Linked DNA regions of Gossypium hirsutum: region 1 is linked to region 2. Evidence: chromatin contacts called from public Hi-C data. All regions are on one chromosome and are shown on one strand. Each heading gives the region's core, a stretch centred on a gene start, on an enhancer-like site or on the middle of the called end of the contact. The rest is flanking DNA. Distances are from core to core; before and after follow the strand shown.

Region 1 (7,476 bases), core at 2,179-4,678, 110 kb before region 2:
AATGAGTCTGTGACCATTGCACAAAATGAGTCCCAATGAGGTTTATCGGTTAGATAAGGATCATTTGACCGACTAGAGTTGGACCGATTCAAAAAACTGATGGAAAAGCCTATCCATTTAAAGCTTGGGTGGCCTAATGATGCATATATGGATACATAGATTATCTTGGTAAATAGGGAAACTAATATTAGAATATTGAGGGGAATCATATATGATAAGATTTGATTATGTAATCATGTAATCCCTTGATTGTAGGGATAGACTTAATGTTGTTCGTCGATGTAAATATAGCTAGACCGTTGGATTTGGGGGAGCTCAACCATAAATAGAGAGCCTTCTCCTCACTTGTAAATCATCCATTCGTCCATTATATTCCATCCTTTAGTTGTGAATACTAAAGTGAGAGCATTTACTCAAACACCTCTCGTTGCTTCCGCTATATAAATTAGTGCCTTGGAGGAATTCTTTATAAATCCTCAATTTTTTGGTGGTTAGACTGACTTAGACATGTTTGAAACGAAAGGATCGCCTAAGGTTGTACGGATTGCGAGGCAAAAAATCTAAGTCCGTGACACTAGGTTGGGGTGGGGAGGTTACGCAAAATTTATTAAAATGTTTTTGAAAGTTTTTATCTATTTTTAATTTTTTAATGGGCCAATAAGAATTTGAAACTTGGATTTCCTATTTATTAATAGATTTTATTTTATTTATCATGTAAGATAAAATGATGAAAAATATTAACATCGTTATTAATTATTTTTAGATACTCACTTTTAAAATTGACAGAAATTAAATTGCTTTATTTTTTTAGAGGGATCAATTTACTTAATATTTAAATTAAAAAATATTGAAGATACAATTTTACCGAATCAAAAGTATAGTACAAGAATTGTCATGACACTTTTACCTTTTTCTCTTCTTTATTTGGCTCCATTTGTTTCACTGAAATTGATTTTTGAAAAATGACTTACTTTCTAGAAAAGCTAATATTTCCTAGTCTTTGTATGAACCTGTGTAAAATATTTTCTGTTGTTTGGCAGATTTCCTAAAAATAGTTCATAAAAATTGTTTTCAATGAAACAAACATACATTTGAGATTTTCTTATCTTTTCATAGTTTAATTAAGTTTATTTTATATTTTACATTATTTTACATATATTGTAATGATTTATTTATAAATAAATACATAAAATTAAATATATAATATTACTCAATTATTAAGCTAGAATATTAATAATCATAAATTGAAAACAACCAAAGTGAATAGATGATTCCTGATTGTGTTAAAAAAAAAAACAAAGATTGAATAATGAATTAGCTTTCAAACTTCAATTAGTACTACATAACATAAATTAATAAAATTACCCAAGTGCATAATTAGTAGTACACTACATGATGACTATAATATTTGTTTGAATAATAATAAATTAGCTTCAAAAAATAGTAGAATAAATATCAAATAAAAGCTAATTTATTACTATTGAATTAGTAGAATACAGGGGCTCAGATCTATGGTAAAATTGTAAAAATTGTAAAACATGAAGACAAATAGGGGGACGTCATTCTTAGGGCTCCAAGCTTTTAACTTCAAAATTCAAGTAAGTCATTGGTTATTTTCTTGTAATTATTATAGATCTGAGGTCATGAGAGCTTGATTTAGCTAGTTCATGTCCTAATTTGTAAAATTGTTAAAGTTTTAGAAAGTTGTCATTGTTGATTTCTTGAAGTTTTAGGTGTTAAATTGATAGATTTTAAGCTTAGATGTGAGAAAGGACTAGATTGTAAAGCTTAATTGAAAGTTTCGTACATTAGAGGCTAAACTGAATAAAGTATAAAATTGACTGTAAAAATAAGAAATAGGAGGTCCCTAATGTATAATAGTGAAATCGTAATTCAATTTGAAGCTTTAAATGGAATGTTATGTTAGTCTCAATTTTAGGGACAAAATTGAATAAATTGCAAAATTTGTATAAATTGATAATTAAATATGAATTGGTTGATTATTATAGTTTTATATGTTTTATGTTAATTTGTAGTTAACGTCGATTGGAAAATGTCCGAAGACATTTTGATAAACAAAGCATTGTCAGTTTGAAAAATGTTTTATTGAAAAATTTTGATAAAACATTTTACGTGAATAATGGGATAATTTTATGTTAACCATCATATTTTATATGAAACAAATATAAAAAAATTGAAAATATTTTCCGTTAAATTTTTTACGCGAAACAAAACTACCTTTAGTGACAATTTTTTTTTTGTTATAATACTAAATATTATTTGTACATTTTGGAATGTAGTTGGGCCACACAAGAAAGTAATGGAGCCCATGGTCTTGCAAGAGAAATATTAACTATGGGCGTTTGCTTCATTATTGTTATACCAGCCCATGACTTATTATATACATCATTCACATCACCATCTATCTAGCAGGTTACCATGACAAGATAGGCAATCTAACACCGCCTTTTCTTACCATGCGACTCTCAGCCCCTCATTACCATGTGAACCGTTGTCTTCCACCGCCTTTTCTTATTTCCCCCTCAGCAAGGAGGCTATTAGGAGTTGAAAGATTGTTCCGAAGATCATTCATCATTAATTTGTTTCGTGTGGACAAATAGATTCTATAAACCGTTTTCTTTTGATCTTGCATTTTCAAGGTCTATGGAATACCAACCACAAGTTTGACATTATTGATATTGGTTACAATCTTTTACAGGTGAAATTTGATAATATGGCTACTTAGTTCTGGCCATAGTTTATTTTTTGTTAGTTGGTCTAGTTATTGAAATTCTATTAGGAGGGAGAATATACACTTAACTAAGTCCTCATTTTGGTTAGGCTTTCATAATTACCATTGGACTATGACAAAAAAAGATTTGTGCCATGATAGGTTCAACTTTTAGGGCTTCTAACATTTGATTTCACACGTAGCAATTTTCGAATAAAGAGGTACGTCAATTCTTTTTATATGTTAAAATTTTAGATGGTATAGAAATGTGATTGTTGTACACTTACGAAATTTAAATTATATTTTATTTTAAAAAATTATAATATATTAATAATATTAATTAGTGAGATTTAGACTATATTTTTAATAAAATTTACAAATGTAATTTTATTTATTAAAATTTATTTTTATTTTATAAAATATGATTAGTAGTTTTTTTTAATATAAAATTTAAGCATTTTATTAAAATAATATTTTATTTTTATTTCACTTCAGAATAAAAGTAACTTTACTAAATTTGAGATAAAATTCTATTATAAATGGTAAAAATAAAAAATAAAAAATAATTTTATAACAAATCTGATTATTATCATAAAATGTGACTTTTATAAAGAATGGTGACTTTATATTTGTGACCACGTAGGGTAGCTTTCTTGATGTGGGAGCTTAAAATAATTGATCAAAAAGTTTGCGCTGGGCTTTTCAGATAGATCCTCATTTAAAGGGTGTGGCCCAAAATATTCTGACGTCTTCCTTAATCCTCTGTTCCACCTACCAAAAATTTTGGAGTTTAAAGTCCAGCCCACTACACCTTTGAGAAAATTTGGATCAAATCTCATATCCAAAATTTACAAAATTTTAAAAAATATATTACCGAACAGGAATGATACAAAAATATATAAGGAAATTATTTGGTACAAGCAAAGTTAGAGAGTGATAAGTGTCGTATAGAGATATAGTAAAACATTAAAAAAAAAAGAACACTTAAGTTTTTTTAAGGCTGCTTTTCTCCTTTGTTTTATCTAGCAATAGTGCTATTCTTGGGCAGGCTACCACCCACCTTTTTCTCCCTTTCTCCCATCAACCCTCTCTTTCTTTGTCCTCATTCACTCCACATGCCTTTTTTTTTTCATTCTACAGATATGTTTTGTGAACCTCCACTGACCACCAACACTTTTTCTTGAAAAGTTGGTTGGTCGTAGATATTCAAATGGTGGCTCTTTGTTGGCTTCTTAATATGTTTATGTTTTGAGAGTATTTCAAAATAATAAATGATTTCACGAATCGATTTGGACTCTTGTTGTCTTAAGTACTACAAGTTTTTTTTTGTTTTCTTTTTCATTGTTTAATAAATCTTCACTTTTGGAAGTTTTTGTCTTGTATTGTACAAGTTTTTTAGTCTTACTTATGCATATAGTCTTGTTTTTGCAAGTGATTTTAAGAATAGTTTTGTCGCGGTCCTCTCTAACTTGGTGGATGCTTGGTTCGTTTGCAGATTTTGCCTGCCGCTTTGGACCATCTAGGGTTAATTTCCTTATCGTGTTAAATGCTTGCAATCACTTCAGCTATGTCGTGCTTGAGTTGTCACAGAGTCGGTCGTTAATATGTCATAATGTACTACTAATGTTAGGTTGAAGTCTTTGTTATGATGACGAAACTTATCAACCTGTTTTTTTTTCTTCGAATTATATAATCCCGTTGATAAAATAAACTAATTTTCGCTAACAAGTTAAAATCTTTTTCAAAAAGAATAGGTTAGGAATTACTCAAGCATTGAATTCTAAATTGTGTTACATTAAGGCGTATATTATATAAATCATATGACATGATAGACAACAGATATCACATTTAGATATAACTGATTTGTTTAAACATGAATAATATAATAAATGAGTTCAATTAGGTTTATATGCTGCATAATTATGTGATTTAATACAGGCAAACCAACTCACATACAATATACAACGTTAATACTTGTGTCATGAACGTATTAAGCATTCCTTTGGAAGGTCATTGACATTAATTTTGATACAATTAAAATTAAAAAAATTAATTATTATAGTGGTGAAATTAAATATTGTAACTATAAATTTAAAATTAAAAGTAAAATATGTATTTAGATAAAAACGTAGTGACAACGGTAAAATAAATTATTGTAACAATACATTATAACTATTAAAAACAATAGATTAAATATTATAAACTTAATTCACGACTTAACCCTTAAAATATATCGTTTTTCTATTTTATTACCTAAATTTTTTTTACTTAAATAAATACTTAAAGCATACAAATGTGGGACGTGATCTACTCTTTTTATTTTTACTGAAAATCTTTTAAAAAGCATTATTATCAATTATATTAAAATTAAAATTTTTTAATGAGCTTACAGAATGCAGAAAATTAATTATTGGGGTCGCTCCAGTAAGTAACTTAAGAAATAAATAAAAAATTTAAAAATTAATATATATATATATATATATATTTGTTAAAAACGGACTCTCTCCATTTCTGTCATTTCATCATCAAGCAAAGTCTTTTTCTTCATTTCCTTCCATCAATCAAACTCCCCCACGTTTCATAATTTATTTTTATTTTCTCATTTTTCCACTGCAATTCCATCGTCACTCGATAGGGTGAATTTCTTAATATACCGGTTTTTGGGGAAAATCATGAGATTAAGCCTTTCTTTTTTAAAATTTATTGAAATAAGTCTATTTTAGAGAGAGTGTGTAAAAACGTGTCAAACTGAACGTATTTTCAATTGATTTTACAGGAAAACGCTTCTAATTGGATGTGCTTTTAGCTTTGGTTAGATGGTTAAATATTAATATTTTTATCCTTGAGTCTGGGGTTTGATTCTTTTCCTACTCACATTTGTAATTTTTATTTTATGTTGTTTCAAGCTTTTTAAATTTTTAATTAATTTTTTAATATATTAGTTACTTCGATAGTTAGATAGTTACAATTACATCTTAGAGTCTTGAGTTCAATTTCTCTCCTACTCAAATTTATGTTTTTTTATTTCATGTTGCTTCAAGTTTTTTTTTAATTAATATTTTTAACATATTAGCCCTTTTTTTATTTAGATGGTTAGATAATTGAAACTACATCCTTGAGTTTGAGGTTCTATTATTTTTATAAGCATATTAATGTATTTTTAATTAAAAATATAAAAAAGCTTGAAACAACATGAAAAAAAATACATAATATGCTTATAATAAAAATAATGGAACCTCAAACACAATTATTTAACCATCTAAAAAAAAGAGTTAATATGTTAAAAATATTAATTAAAAATAAAAAGCTTGAAGCAACATGAAATAAAAAATATAAATGTGAATAGGAAAATAATCAAAATCGAAATTCAAGAATTAAAACACTAACATTTAGCCATCTAACCAAAGCTGAAAACACATTCAATTGAAAACGTTTTCTTGTAAAATCCATTGAAAATGCGTCCAATTGAATTCGTTTTATCTTCAAAATCAACCTATTTCAATAAAATTTAAAAGAAATGGCATTCTCTCGTAATTTTTCCTAAAAATTGGGATATTTAAGGAATTCACGCCACTCGATAAGCTAACCCCACCTTTTTTCTTTAAGAGTGCACGTAAAATATAGGTTTTGCTTTATTGCTATTAATTAGAGGTATATGTATGTGAGGAATTAGTGTAAAATTAAATTAGTTTTCCCAGTGACAAGTTAAGCAGATTAACCGAAAAAGCAATGAAGAAAATTCTTCTGTTAAAGAAATTACGAAGAGATGGCGAGGGAGTGAATAGACTGAAGAAAGTTTTGGTTGAATGCTTTGTGGATTTGCATATATTAAATAAAGGTTTACATGGCAATTAAAACAAGTCCAATTCTGATTATATGACTCGTAGAAGCAAAACTTCGATTGACGATCACGCTTACAAGTCTGAAAATTCATCTCCTACATAACTTTTAGCTCTTTGAGCCATGCTATATGCAGAGGGTATGGATTTGGTTTTCTACAGGTATAGGAGAATTTAAAAAGCATGAAGTTTGTATTAACATTCTATTCGCTGCTTTATGCCACAATGATTTTATTACCGAGAATGTAAAGTAAGCTAACCTCACAATTATTCTTTCATTTTTCAGTCCATTTTTAATAGTTTCTTTGGCTGGCTTTATATTTTCTTGGTGACCAAACAAAGCAGAAAGAAGATGGAGTTGTAGTGAGGAAGATAAAGAGGAAAAGAGAAAATAAATTATGGGGAGTTAGATTGGTGGAAGGGGATGAAAGAAAAGATTTTGATTGGATATGATCAAAGGAAAAAATGGAGAGAGAATGACTGGGTTTTAAACAAATATTTAGTTTAATTTTTTCCTATCAAAATGGAGATGATGGTTAATTTACGTATATATGGCAAAAAAAAATTTATTTGAGAAATCTTAAATTTTTTTGATTTGTACTGTTTTTGGAGAGAGAAGTGGAAAACATATCTTATAGGATGCATTTTCACTTAGGTAATTTCTTTTTTGCAATTAGAAATTAGAAGTCTGTAGATTTATTTTTATCTATGCTTGAGATAGGCATGATTGTAGTTTTAAGGAATGCTTGAATTTTTTATGGTGCTGTGGAGTTGGGTGACTTACAAATTTCATTTCCCATGTGAGTATGGAGCCATCTCCTGGAAAATCGGATCATGTTGCAACTCAAGGTTCCAGTTGACAGTGATTATACGGTTTGGGGTTGAAGTGTAACTAGGGCTTCAAGT
Region 2 (7,236 bases), core at 1,105-3,604:
TTGAACAACCACGAATTTACACACGAATGAACAACCACGAAACTATTTGTTATCAAGAATCGGTTTGAAACTATAGCAAAATCGAGCCTGAAGCTATTTATCTAAGGCCGAAAATTTATTCAGATTTTAGACTAGAAACATAAGTCTAGACAAAATCTGTTTACAGTATGGGCCAAGTTCATGTCTTGTATATTTTTTTTTATTTTATAATATATTATATTATGTTGTATTTATATATCATGTAATTTATAGCATATAAAAATTAAATTTATAATAATATAGGATATTATAGTGTGAGCATTAAAAAATTAAGTTATTTATTCAAAAAATTTAATAAATAAAAGAACATATAAAATTTAAAATAATATAAAGATTTTTTTAAAATACGACTACCTAAAATGAAAATAAAATTAACTTTGTATGGGCTAATTGGTCTATAATTTTTATCAATTTTGAAAGTGAGTAAATAAAAATAATTGGTGTTCGTTTTCGAACTAATTAATAATAAAAAAATCAAAATTCAAATTAAATAAGAAAAAAATACATGTGGGTTTTTAGTTGTTTTGAAAATGAGTTTTCATAGCTTTTTTGGTATAACAAAAACAGTAGGTGAAAGGGAAATTAGCGAAAAGAGAAAAAGAAAATGGGGTTAACCCAATTAATTGCTCAATGTACCATGAACATCACCATTCTTAAAACGTGTTCAAATATCACTCATTCCTGCTTCTTTTAAAAAGTTCATCTCTAATTATACAAAATAAAATCAACTTAGCTAAAACACATCTAATCACACCAAACCTAAAATTTAATCATTTTACTAAATATAACAATGGGACGTAACATTTCAAAATTAAAAAAATACATACTTGATAACTCTATGACAAAAAAAATAATGGTATTGTAATGGATTTAAATTTCTTAAAGTCCATGTCAAAATTTTAATTAGAATAAAGTATTTAAACTAACTAACGACATTATATCTAAAATCAAAATATAGAGATTAAATCTCAAATTTAAGTGTAATACAAGGGCCGAAACTTAATTTTGAGTGTAAACAAGGGATATACTGAGTTCAGTCCACACAAACATCTAGCACTCTAATTTGAAACGCACATCAATACTTGATATTGAAGCATTAAAAAGGCGGGGGGGGGGGGGAATAATTACAAATTCTTGTCTATTACTGCTCCTTGAGCTGTCCCCTTCTTGAATTTAATACATAATATGAATTTCTCTACGTCTCTACTTTTTGGATTTTCTTTAATTGAAAATAAAATAAAATAAAGGTAAACTATAAAAATAGTCTTTTTTGTTCGTCTCAGATTATATTTTACAAAAACTCTTGTAAAAAATAAAACATCTTCAAAATAAGTTAAAAAAATTTACTCTTTACCAGAAACAAGTCATGTGGGTGATTAAAAATTTTCATTCCGAAGAAAAAAAAATCCAACCAAATATAGCATCAATTTTTATTTACCTCAGTTTTAAGAAAAAGCATGGAAAGAAAAGTGAGGTTTATTTTAATATACAAAAGTACATTTTTTATCTTATTATTTTTAGCATAAATTATTTTATGAAAAGATTAACTGAGAAAAATTATAACCAATCATTTTCTTTGTTTTCCATAATTTAACAAAAAAAAAAGATTTTAAATATTTTACTTTCCTTTATTATACATTATTTTCTTTCTTTTAACATTCTTTTTCTTTATTTTTTTTCTTTTTTCTTTATAATAATTATTTACTTAAGAGCAAAAAGAATTTGTATTTTCTCTTTTATGGACTTTTCAATTGATTTTATCAAAGTGAAATGCTTAATAGTTTAAATAGTGGTAAAGAATAAAAAATTTATTAAATTGATATTTTTAATTTTTTGTTATATTAAAAAAAATCTTTTTAAGTTGTGAAATAAATTTAACTATCTTTTTGGCATTAGTTTTTGGTAAAAATATCACGAAAAGTCTTTATATTAAGAGTCAGATCGTATTATACCTCTTCTATTAAAAAAAGTAAACTAGTCATTTCTGTTAAAAATTTTATCAACTTGTATTGTTAAATACTGATAAAAAAATCAGACAATGACATGTATCTCATACTAATATATAAAGACCAGTTTTTAATAGTAGAAATGAATAAAATTTTTAGAAGAATGATCAATTTAATATTTTTTGCGATTGTGTTGATACAAATAAAAACAAAGGAGTTGAAAAGATGAGCTATGTAACTAACATTTATGACAGGTTGGGTTTTAAGTTTGAAGGAGAGTCCCCCATTCAGTGATTGGGCTTTAAGTCCACCAAAGCCCAACCTTTTCCAAAATTTTATCCCGAAATAAAGATGGTTACTATAACAAATTGGTATCGTAATTGTCGATAGAAAACTAGAAACAAAGGATAAACAAGAAATGGAGATGTTGTTAGCGTTCGGAACCTTGGGTTTGTTATTCGCTTCATCAGCCTTGGCTGACGACGTCCTCGTTTTAACCCAACAAAACTTCGACAAAGAAGTTGGTCACGACCGAGGAGCTCTCGTCGAGTTCTATGCCCCTTGGTTACATTCTTCATCGCCCTCTTTTTTATTAATCTCATGCTTTACGTTTTTGGTGTTTTTACATTAATCGCTCCTTAGATCCATCTTCAGCTACACCAATGTGACGACAACGTCCATGATTTTTTTCTTTTTCCCTTGGTTTTTTAATGCTTGTTTATTAGGATCAAACGATTTTTTTCCTTAAATTCCATTTCGAGCTATTTATATTCTCAAAATCATATATTTATCCAATTGCAGGTGTGGTCACTGTAAGAAGCTAGCTCCTGAGTTTGAGAAGCTTGGGGCTAATTTCAAGAGGGCTAAGTCCGTCTTGATTGGAAAGGTTAGCGATATAATGAAGTTTTTCTTGCTATATATTGCAATTGGTTTTATTTGGAATTCTTTTCTTTTGTTGATGCCATTGTAGGTGGACTGTGATGAGCATAAGAGTGTATGCAACAAGTATGATGTTCAAGGCTACCCAACCATTCAGTGGTTTCCTAAAGGCTCTTTGGAACCTAAAAAGTGAGTTTTAGTCTTGTTTAAGTTTTAATATTGGAATCCACATTTTATTTAAAACATGCTCTTAGTAGATAAAAATTGTTCTATCCAGGTATGTAGGACCACGCACTGCAGAGTCCCTTTCTGAGTTCGTAAACAGTGAAGGAGGTAGATTATAGGGACCAATGTCTAAACCCACTAGGATTTTGCTTTGCTAATGTCTTGTTTTATAGGGACCAATGTGAAGATTGCCACTTTGCCATCCAGTGTTGTGGTGCTAAATGCTGATAATTTTAATGAGATTGTCCTTGATGAGACCAAAGATGTGCTGGTTGAGTTTTATGCACCTTGGTAAGCATGCAGCTTTTTTGTTTTGTTGTTGATATTCTTTTGCTTCAATCTTTTCTGCAAAAAGTGGTCTGATCAAGTTTTGTATTGGTTTTCTGCCAGGTGTGGTCATTGCAAAAGCCTCGCTCCTGTAATCATCAATATCGATGCTTAATGAAGGCAGCATGAACGTTTTGGTTCCAAGTGGTGATTTCCTTTCTAACCCTTTGTCTTTGTCCCTACAGATTTATGAGAAGGTAGCTACAGCGTTTAAATTGGAAGAAGATGTAGTGATATCCAATCTAGATGTTGACAAATACACAGATGTAGCTGAAAAGTAAGCATAACTTAGCCAATAAGCCCAACCCTTTGTGTCTTTGAGAGTTGAGATTAGAAATTCTCTGCTTTAAGTGCAGGTATGGAGTAAGTGGATATCCAACATTAAAATTGTTCCCAAAGGGCAATAAAGCTGGAGAAGACTACCATGGTGAAAGGGAATTGGATGACTTTGTTAGTTTCATCAATGAGAAGTGTGGCACCAGTCGAGATACAAAAGGGCAGCTAACTTCAAAGGTTAGCATAGTATATATACTGCTATATTATTAGAATATACCCATACCCCATACCTTGCCCATACCTTTCCCATACCTACCCATACTTTGGAAAGGTCAAAGTTATGGGCACCAAATATTTTATTTAGTGTTGGGCATGGGAAAATAGCAATTTTTGGTCCCTAAGTGAATAGTGACTTTGCAAGGTGGCCCTTGAATCTCAACTATAAATAGGCCAACCATTGCTCATTCTCATCATCCCACATTTGCCATTCTCTACTTAAGGCATTGTTCTCTCTCCCTATTTGTAAAGTTTCACTTGTATTTTTGGAGTGAAATATATTTGGTAGTGCCCGAGGACGTAGGCAAGATTTGCCGAACCTCGTTAAAATTCTGGTGTTCTTTACTATTTATTGTTCATATTTTGTGAGTGTGATTGTAGTGATTTATTGTGCTATTAAATTACGATAGAGGGATATTCTGGCTAGGAAAGACTTGGTACTTAAGTGATCCTCGTGATTCACCTCTCTTTCCTGGGAATTGAACTTAGTGTGATTTTTAGTACAATAATTTTACTCTTTCACACGCTTCCGCACAACAATTGGTATCAGAGCCAGATTCGTACTTGGGAAATACGACCGTTTACGGTACTATTCACGTATACGGCACTATTCACGTATACGGTACTATTCACGTATACGGAACTATTCACGTATACGGCACTGTTCACGTATACAGTAGTTGGGATTGAGAAGAAAAATGGCAGCAGCATCGTCATCAGCAAGGACTACTGTGACAAATGCAAAATTTGAAGTAGAGAAATTTGACGGTACCAATAATTTTGGTATGTGGCAATGTGAGATCCTGGATGTCTTATGTCAGCAAGAGCTAGATATAGCCCTTGAAGAAAAACCTGACAAGATGGATGACAAGGAGTGGGCCAAGATCAATAGACAGGCGTGTGGTACAATCCGCCTATGTTTGGCCAAAGAGCAGAAGTACTCTGTCATGAGGGAGACATCAGCGAAGAAGTTATGGGATACACTGGAAGAAAAGTTTCTAACGAAAAGTCTTGAAAATAGGCTTTATATGAAAAAGAAACTTTATCGATTCACGTATGCACCCGGTATGTCGATGAATGACCATGTGAACTCATTCAATAAAATTTTAGCAGACTTGCTAAATTTGGATGAGAAATTTGAAGATGAAGACAAGGCATTATTATTGTTGAATTCCCTTCCTGATGAATATGATCATCTTACCACCACATTGCTTCATGGGAAGGACACGATCACATTTGATGCAGTCTGTAGTGCGTTGTATAGATCTGAGACTCGAAAGAAAGATAAAAGAGATCACAGAGATACAACCGCAGAAGTCTTAACAGTAAGAGGTCGTTCACACAGCAGCAAACCTGGTAGAAGGGGTAAGTCCAAAGGGAGACCCGCCAAAGATGAATGTGCCTTTTGTCGTGAGAAAGGGCATTGGAAAAAGAATTGTCCTAAGTTACAAAAGGGCAAGTCTATTTCTAATGCATGTGTAGCGGAGCATGATGAGGAGTCAGACTTTAGCTTGGTTGGCATGGCAATGGCATGTCAAACGGATGAGTGGATATTGGATTCGGGATGTACTTACCATATGTGTCCTAATAAGGACTGGTTTTCTAGTCTTGAAGAACTAGAATGTGGAGTTGTTTTTATGGGCAATGATAGTGCCTGTAAGACAATGGGTGTAGGTACAATCAAATTGAAGAACCATGACGGCTCAATCCAAGTTCTGACAGATGTTCGCTATGTACCCAGCTTGAAGAAAAATCTCATCTCATTAGGGGCCCTAGAATCTAAAGGGTTCACAATCACTTTGAGAGATGGATTACTAAAGGTAGTAGCTGGGGTATTGACGGTGATGAAAGGCACTAGAAGAAATAACTTGTACTATTTAAATGGAAGTACAGTTATTGGATCAACATCAACAGCTTCTGCGAAAGATGCAGATTCAGAGGCTACCAGGTTATGGCATAGGCGATTGGGACATGCTGGTGAAAAAGCTTTGCAGACTTTGGCGAAGCAAGGCTTGTTGAAAGGTGCAAATTCTTGCAAATTGGAATTTTGTGAACATTGTGTTCTGGGCAAGCAGACGAGGGTAAAATTTGGTTCAGCAATTCACAATACGAAAGGAATTCTGGACTATGTTCACAGTGATGTGTGGGGACCTACCAAAGTGGCTTCTTTGGGATGTATGCACTATTTTGTCACTTTTCTTGATGATTATTCAAGAAAAGTATGGGTGTATCTAATGAAAAGAAAAATGAAGTTTTGAATGCATTTCTGAAGTGGAAGAAGATGGTGGAGACTCAGACAGGTCGAAAGGTCAAACGACTTCGATCAGATAATGGTACTGAGTACAAAAATGATCCATTTCTACAAGTATGTCAAGATGAGGGCATTGTGCGACACTTCACTGTTCGAGATACACCACAGCAGAATGGGGTGGCAGAACGCATGAATCGGACTATACTGGAGAAAGTTCGATGTATGTTGTCCAATGCTGGATTGGGCAAGGAATTTTGGGCTGAGGCAGTTACATATGCGTGCCATCTAATTAACCGATTGCCATCAGCTGCAATAAATGGAAAAACTCCTATGGAGATGTGGACTGGTAAACCTGCTACTGATTATGATTCTTTACATGTTTTTGGTTCCACTGCATATTATCATGTAAAAGAATCTAAGTTAGACCCAAGAGCAAAGAAAGCATTATTCATGGGTATAACTGGTGGTGTAAAAGGATACCGTCTCTGGTGTCCTGATACAAGGAAGATTGTTTTCAGTAGAGATGTAACTTTTGATGAATCAACCATGATGAAGAACGAGGATTCACAAAAGGATGACAAAACCAGTAGTACTTTGCAGCAGGTGGAGTTTGAAAAGGTTAATGATGATCCAGCTAATATTGAAAGAACAAATGATGAAGAAGTTTCGACCCAAGAGCTTCTACAGCAACAAGATTCAATTGCATATAGGAGGCCAAGAAGAGAGATTCGTAAGCCTGCTCGCTTTGACGATATGGTGGCCTATGCACTTCCAATTGCAGATGATGATGTTCCTTCCACTTACACAGAAGCAATAAGTAACTCTGATGGTGTAAAGTGGAAGCAAGCTATGAATGAAGAAATGCAGTCTCTTCATAAAAATAGGACTTGGGAGTTGGTGAGACTGCCCAAGGGAAAGAAGGCAATTGGATGCAAATGGGTATATGCAAAGAAGGAAGGATTTCCTGGTAAAAATGAAATTCGATACAAGGCTAGATTGGTAGCAAAGGGTTACGCT

Evidence for each region. A called contact is a pair of places that touch in the nucleus more often than the background predicts.
Region 1: a Hi-C map of leaf shows a contact between it and region 2, with 5 times the contacts expected there. The contact joins the enhancer-like site here to the promoter of LOC107954353 in region 2. A contact is called at or near these places in 11 of 34 Hi-C or Micro-C datasets (callus, fibers, hypocotyl and 1 more).

The regions. Positions count from the first base shown.
Region 1 is chrD07:20,556,098-20,563,573 of Gossypium_hirsutum_v2.1, reverse strand. No RefSeq gene overlaps it. Among protein-coding and RNA genes, the nearest start is that of LOC107954355, 17 kb to the right of the region's middle. Within about 2 kb of position 3,428, at least 3 of the 9 cell types and tissues checked have an H3K27ac peak or open chromatin away from gene starts, as enhancers often do. A contact at or near this core is called in hypocotyl and leaf, where this site is marked.
Region 2 is chrD07:20,446,448-20,453,683 of Gossypium_hirsutum_v2.1, reverse strand. It overlaps LOC107954353 (probable protein disulfide-isomerase A6), which reads left to right and starts at 2,354. Exons shown (of 10, transcript XM_016889887.2): 1 at 2,354-2,549; 2 at 2,787-2,871; 3 at 2,956-3,053; 4 at 3,142-3,197; 5 at 3,263-3,380; 6 at 3,480-3,507; 7 at 3,602-3,693; 8 at 3,773-3,929. The coding sequence starts at 2,404.